Regions from separate parts of the Danio rerio genome. Here region 1 is linked to region 2. Evidence: chromatin contacts called from public HiChIP or PLAC-seq data. All regions are on one chromosome and are shown on one strand. Each heading gives the region's core, a stretch centred on a gene start, on an enhancer-like site or on the middle of the called end of the contact. The rest is flanking DNA. Distances are from core to core; before and after follow the strand shown. Region 1 holds the start of slc38a3b (solute carrier family 38 member 3b). Region 2 holds the start of inka1b (inka box actin regulator 1b).

Evidence for each region. HiChIP or PLAC-seq counts read pairs in DNA pulled down with a chosen protein or histone mark.
Region 1: a contact with region 2 is called in an H3K4me3 HiChIP or PLAC-seq map of embryo, with 4 times the contacts expected there. The contact joins the promoter of slc38a3b here to the promoter of inka1b in region 2. A contact is called at or near these places in 1 of 18 Hi-C or Micro-C datasets (skeletal muscle) and 1 of 4 datasets of contacts at active chromatin or transcription factors (embryo).

What each region holds. Positions count from the first base shown.
Region 1 is chr6:55,955,930-55,959,949 of GRCz12tu, reverse strand. slc38a3b (solute carrier family 38 member 3b) reads left to right here and starts at 2,270. Exons shown (of 16, transcript XM_009302723.5): 1 at 2,270-2,430.
Region 2 is chr6:55,776,596-55,780,417 of GRCz12tu, reverse strand. inka1b (inka box actin regulator 1b) reads left to right here and starts at 2,360. Exons shown (of 3, transcript NM_199788.1): 1 at 2,360-2,457; 2 at 2,548-2,601. The coding sequence starts at 2,599. gnai2b (guanine nucleotide binding protein (G protein), alpha inhibiting activity polypeptide 2b) reads left to right here. Exons shown (of 9, transcript NM_199842.1): 9 at 1-460.

The sequences.
Region 1 (4,020 bases), core at 1,021-3,520, 180 kb before region 2:
ATATTGTGTCTTCATCGCTGCAGTGGATTCAGCGGATGGTTTCTCCCCCCGTGTTTTACATGTGCTACTAAATTCAGTCTGCATTCCATGGCACAAATAGACGGAGTGTTGGTGAACAGCTGCAGTGGTGAGGTTTATCCGTATAACCTCTGCTCACCCCACACACACACACTTCCAGGACTATATTTAAAGTGTATGGAGACAACGGGACCCTGGACATCAGCTGACCACCAGTAGCTCTTTCACTACATTGTGGAATGCTTAATCTAATGTGAAAATGTGAACAACAATGTGGACACATTGATGAGAGTTCTCTACCTTTATGGGGACGTGCTGGCAGAATGCAGATCTCAGAGGAGAAAAAGATCCATGAAGACTTATTTGAACTTAGCTTAAAGAATTGATTTATTCATTTATTTTTACATTTATTTATTTGAATCTAATATATATATTTTTGTTATTTATTTATCATGACTTTAATATTTTTTTAAACTTTATTTTAATTGTAATTTTAAAGTTTAATTGAAAATATATTTTAATTATATTTATTTATATTATATGTTATTTTTATATGTTATCATTTGTTTACATTTATTAATTTAAATCTAATAAATAAATCTTTTTTATTATCTATTTATCATTAATCCAATTTAATGATTAATTTTTTACTGAAATTTAATTGTAATTTTATACTTAATAAAAATATATTTTCTTTATATTTATTTATATTATATGTTTTTTAATTATTACTTTTTATTTTTTAAATTTATTTATTTTAATTTAAATATTTTTTAAATTTAATAAATATTTATATGTCATTAATTAAATTTAATAATATTTTTGCTTTATTTTAATCGTAATTTAAAGTTTAATTGAAATATAAATATTTTATTTATATGTATACATATTAGGTTATTTTTAATTATTATTATAGATTATTTTTACATTTATTGATTTGAATCTAATAACTTATTTATTTTATTATTTATTTATCATGACTTTAATTCAATCATTTACTTTTTTTTACTTTATTTTAATTATAATTTAAAGTTAAAAATGTTTTATTTATCTTTATTTTATCAAATGTCATTTTTTATTATTATTATTATTTTGTTTAAATGTATTTATTTGAATCTAATAAATAAATGTTTTTATTATGTATCTTCACTTTAATTTAATAACCATATATTTTTACTTAAATTTAATTGTACGTGTATTAAACGTTTTATTTAAAAAATTATATTTCATTTTTATTATATTGTTTTTAATTCTTATTATTTTTTACATTTATTTATTTTAAACTAATACATAAATATTTATTTATTATTTATTTATAATTAATTCAATTTAATCATGTATTTTTATTTAAATTTAATTGTAATTTAATGTTTAATTTAAAGTAAATATTTTTATTTATGTTATATGTTATTTTTCATTATTTTTTATTTTTTACATTTGTTTATTTTAATCTAATAAATACATATTTTTTTCTTGTTTATGTATCATGACTTAATCATTATTTTTTTACATAAATTTAACTGTAATTTAATGTTTAATTAAAAATATATATTTTATTAAAATTTATTCATATGTTATTTTAGCTAATTTTGTGCAATAAATTAATCTAATTTTAATGTTTATTTTTAATTTCATTAGTTTTTCCTTTATTTAAATGTATATATTATATTAATATAATAGTATATTTATATTAAATGTATATTTTACATTTTTGTTGTTAATTCATCTAATTTGTTGTCCTTTACATTGAAACAGAAAAAATATAGACAGTATTTTGTTCTTAGACAGGTACAGGTATTGTATATCTAAACGATCCCTCCCCTTTCTTAAAATTAATTAATTTTAATAAAACATTTTAATCATTATTATTATTATTGTTGTATTATTATTATATTGTGTTGCTATGTGCTTCAATGTTAAAAATCTTCTAAATGTTAATATATAAATGTTACATGTAAATTTACTGACAAAAAAATTAAGCAGAATTTGTAAAATTATATTAAATATATAAATGTATTATAAATACCCATGTAGTGTTAATATTATTAAAATTGTACTTATATCTTGTATGTTTTAGTGTTACGAATTTTTGTTTATAATGTAGCCTACCGATGAACAGGTTATCAACACAGTCCTTCTCTAGGAGTGGGAGTGACCACTAGAGCGTCTCCTCAACTCCTATTGGTCGAAACCCTCATAGGGCGGGACATAAACAACCCCCACTACTCATCCATACAACCTTCTTCAATTCACTTCATTTCTCAAAGCTGTGAGAGACGTGCTTTGTCTCAATTGTGGACAAACCACACGAGGAGAACAACTGCAGGAACATTAAACATCCAAAACACTGGAAATTTAACCCAGAAACATCCTTTTTCGTCACACTCGACAGGGCTTTCTGATCACTGACCGGTGAGTAACGTGTGTTTGTGTGTAACGTGTGAGCTATTACTTTTAAAGAGTATATTTTGAGGCTAGGGAATTAGAAAACGCAAAGTGACTGAAGAAAAACACCGCAGTTAAATGTAAATGATGTGGAAATTGACTTATTGTGAATGTATACAGTTATTGTGGACGCAAATGCAGCATGTTTGATTCCTTTTTTGATGGTCTCATAGGTTTTTTTCTCATAGGTTATACCTATGTAAAGTAGGTCTGTTACGTTGTAAATAAATCAGTGACGTCACGTTTTTTTTGTCGTGATACGCTGACTGTAATGTTTTATTCAGTGATATAATGTATTATTCAGAAATACATTAAAATACAACCAGTTGTGCACCTTTTTTATGATGGGAATGCTTTTAATTTCCGATTAAAATTCATTTAATATAGATATTACAAAAAATAATAAATTGAAATTATCTAAAAAATGCTGAAATGCATTAATTGAATGTCAGGTTTCGTTAGAAACATTTTTAAAAACTTTTTTTTGAACTTTTATTATAATATTTAAAATGCAAAATATTATCAACATTGGCTAATTTGTCAGTAATTGTTCAATAATGTATTTTCTCCTGTTTTATGGCTAAACAAAACATTAAAAGAATAATTGTCTGACAATAAAACGTATAATTAACTTTTAGCAAAGGATAATGAGATCTATAAATCTATTCTTTGCATCATTTGCTTGTATTTTCTTTCCATATGTGCCCACTCCTTATTTAAACAGGACTTGTAACATATGTTTTATCCTTCTGCTGCCTTCCCAAATAAGATTTGCATCCTTGTTGAGTTTAGGAGGGCGAACTTTGGTTTTAGATCACCTTGAATAAACACGTCATATTGGTATATATCTGAATACATTATATGTATTGCAATATATTGAATTTTGGCTGGCCAGATGGCTTGTAAGGAGTCTGTGGAATCCCTTATGGTCAGGGAACGAGAGGTTAGAGGTCACAGAGAAAGTGGAAAATCACCAGTAGAATAATTAATGAATGAATATGACATGTTTGTACAGATCCCAGATTAAAAGTCAGATTTTTGATGATTTGTGTTGTAATAATTTGGCAAAATCTATAGGAGGTGTGACCATGTGATGAAATAAATGTCTGTTTTTCAGCGGACGTCACTGTAAAATCAATTATCACGAGTAAACAAGAATATTCCAGCATTTTCTAAAGACAAACACATGACATCAGCTGAACGTGACTGACCGGCGCTCACATTTTGTCCTGGTCCTGGATGTAAACATGCGCATTCATTGAGGTCAGAGATTTTGACAGACGCCAGGTCACTGACCTTATGTCCAAGGCCAGAGATGAGCTCGTGATTTTGCAGGTCCAGCCGTCATGTCTGAGGCGTTGAAGTTCATTTACATTACTGTAGGGCTGCACGATACTGGAAAAATCTCACATTGCAGTATTTTCTATGCTATATATAGTTGAAGTCATATTTCATCTAGAATAAAAGCTATTTTTTTAAAAACCATTTCAAGGTCCATATTTGTTAGACTCCTTAATTAATATTTGTTTTCGATTGTCTACAGAACAAACCACTGTT
Region 2 (3,822 bases), core at 1,111-3,610:
TAAATGTGAGCACAGAAAGAAAACGAGACATCTCTTTTTTTTTTTTGTAAAACATCAGCACCGAATCCTCATCCCACACTCAATCTGTATATTGTTGCATGACGGACCATCTGAACCTGCTCGAAAAAGCTCCAAAACACACAGCGTGACGTCCCTTTACACTCTCTATAGCGTCATCTCTGTCCACTAACGTGTAAATATATATTGTGTCCGCCCTCACATTTCCCTGTCCTCATTGCTGTACACCATCTTCCTTTGGCGCGATGTCTGTGCCTTGTTTTCACTGTCTGTAGATCATAGGGCTGTTTTTATTCACTCTATCAAATGGAAAGTGTACAAGTGTTGAGCACATTTTAAGAGCTAAATAATAATAATAATAAAACTAGACTACAGTCTTTGGGTTATTATCTGAATTCCTTACTAATTATTTCATTGGAAATAAAAGTTGATATGTAAGATAGACCTGTGCTCTTTGTGTCTTTTATATCAAGTGTCTCTTTTAACATTTTTTGGTGATTTGTGTGTCATTTTGTGGGACATTCTACCAGAAATGTACATTTTCACCAATAAAAAATGTGACAGGGCCTGTCCTTTAGGCTTCTTGTCCTCAAAAAATAAAAAATAAAATAAAAAAACATACAAAACAAGCATCAAGTCATACAATTCAATAATAGAAGGCATCCTTAATCACACTTTCAGCTTCTCTCCTCCGTCAAAATATGTCACTTCCTCTGAACATAAAATGCGTGCAATACATCTTTAAGGCTATGACTTAATGTAATGCAAATGTGACAGGATTGACAGAAGCATGGGGACAATTGTGAATTTATTTGTATTATATATTTGTAGTATTTATTTGTAGTATGTAGAATGAATGAAAACAGCTTAAACTTGCTGTTTCTGAAGTTTTTTTCTTCTAAAAAACAGTTTTTAGCATAACAAAACTGTTAAAGCTGTAGGTTCATTTGGGCTGAGGACAAAGACAATCACAGGGTTTGTACATTTGTAAAGTGTTTTAATAAAGAAAAAAAGTCTGAGAACTAAACAAATAACATTCCTTTACAGAACAACTCACAGAAATCAGTCCATTTTAGATTTTTTTTTTGTGATTAAATACTTTATATACACTGTATTTATGTTTTTATTTCAGGGACAGACCATGTACGTTTCTGGTAGAATGCCTCTTATGCTGTTGTATTCAAGTTCTTTATTGCCTGCAGTGCTGTTTTTGACCGCGTGGTGGCGTAAGAGAGACAAAGAAGGACTGATCCAGCCAAACTAATTCATAAGAGAATAATAGAGACATTTAATTACCTACAAGATAAAAAGCTAAAACTACAATTGGGAGAATATTAGAATTTTTTTTTATATATTAGACCAAAATGATCTTTGGGAAAGTACTGTAGTCTTACCATGGTTCAGTGGTGCCTAATCTTGATGTCTAGTTAATTTCATGTTTGTAGTTCATAGCTTATTAATAGTTATAATAGTTACTTATAAATAAATAAATAAAAAAAAACATTACAGCATGTTTTTTTTATTTTTTCTCAATTTGTTGGGAAAACGTACATTTTTGAAGTAAAAAAAACCTTACAAAAAATTTAATGTTTGTAAGTTATTGATTTAATTGTTCTCTCTTTCTCTCTCTCTCTCTCTCTCCCCCCCCTCTCTCTCTCCCTCCCTCTCTCCCTCTCTATTTCTCTCTCTCTCTCTGTGTAAGTGAAATGTTATTGCACCATAAAATAACTGTTCAAAAGTAGTTTATAATTTAATTTAATAGTTTATTCAGTGATTTTAATGATGAATTTACAGCTTCAGTACTTCTGTCTTCAGTCACATGATCCTTCAGAAATCACTCTAATATTAATTATTATTATTATTATTTGAGGATGTTATTAATAAAAGCTTACAAAAACTACATACAAGTAATAAATATTTAATAAATAAATATGTAACCATTTTTGTAAAAAAAGATATATATTTTTTGTAACATTTAATAAATGCTGCCTAATATAATGCACACTTTACAATAAGCTACATAAGCATCTGTTTTTCAATCTGATTTTTTTTTTTTTTTACATATTATAGAATATCATAATAGAAGTTATTTAATGTCAATAGTCTTAATAATTGTAACACATTTGTCAAAGGCTCCATTAGTTATTGTAATTTTTGTTAATGCATCCTGAATTAATAAGTCCTGCAGATCTCAGGTGTGAAGCGCTTGTATTATTTACTCACGTTTCATTTCTCGCGTCATGATTGGATGACACAATGACGCGCGTCTCTGATTGGTTGAGATGGTGCTGGCAGGAAACTGACGGCACGCTCAAAAGCACTCAGCAGCACCGCTCTCTGCAAAGCAAACTCATACAGACTGATAACAGGACACGCGGCTATTAGCGCTGTGCTTGACTGATTTATACATCTGGGAAATATTATTTTGGGTACAATTTGGTAAGTGTCTCGAACGCTCTTAGGTCGTGATAGACTCAATTTTGCATTATTTGAAAAAAATATTAATGGCGGACGTATCTTTATTTTCAGGGAAAAGTAAAAAATATTTCAAGGTGGACTAACAGCGGAAAATAAACAAACATGGTGAGTGTTCTGCTTTTACTTGCTTGCTTGACTTTATTTGGACACGTATAAGTCTTTAGAGATGATTATTCATATTTGTAGCAGTTGTGTATATAACTTACTAGGGGAAAAAACACACAACGTGTGTACTCTAGCTTTTATATAAAGCAAAAACAAACCAAAAAACATCTCTTTTTTTTGTGTAGAAAACTGGGTACTCTAGCTTTATATAAAGTATATAAAGCAAAAATGACTTTAATAGTAGTAAAGAAAAAGAGACATCTCTATTTTTGTAGAGAAAGTTGAACTCTAGCTTTATATACAGTATATAAAGCAAATAGATGACTTTTTAATAGTAGTAAAGAAGACGAGACATCTCTATTTTTGCTAAATAAAAACGTGTCCTCTAGCTTTAAATGCAGTATATAAAGCAAAAAAATTACTTTAATAGTAGTAAAGAAGATGAGACATTTACTTTTTTTGTAGAAAAATGTGTACTCTAGCTTTATATACAGTATAAAAAGCAACAAAAAAAAAAGACTTAAATTGTAGTAACAGTAGTAACGTTAGTAGTAAATGACTAAATGTCTGATTTGCTTTAAAGATAGTTTGTTGCAGCTTTTACAAAGATTTACTGTAGTAACAACTACACAAAATGACGATTGTTCAAATTGCACATTTAAAATAAGCTGAAACAAAACAATTAAGTGGTCCAAAACAAACTCAATAATGGTGTTGTGTTCAATCAACTTAAAATTGTAAATCTATTAAGTTAACTTAATTTCTCCATAGAGGATTTTTACAGTGTAAACATGGTGTTGTGGTAACATGAAATTGTATTACAAATGAAAACAAATGCTCAGAGTAGATCCTATTTTGCGATTTATTATTGTTTGAACAACCATGGAAAAACAACAACATTATTATTATTATTATTATTAATATACAATTGTTAGTTTCTCAGCACTTCCTCTAAACTGTCAGTTGAATTCAAATTGAATTCCTTTGTTCAGACGCTGCATTAATATTCAGTACTAACTCCAGTATTAATGTGGCATTGTCTGGTGTATTATGTGCCTCCCTCAGGCATAATAAACTGTCTTCTACTGTAATCTGGGTAGTGAAATAAAATGTAGGTTTTCAGCAGTGATGAAGGTTAACCACCACCCAACTTCTATGCATTTTTCATGGCCTCTGGCAACCGCTGGCTCTATACACACACACACACACACACACACACAC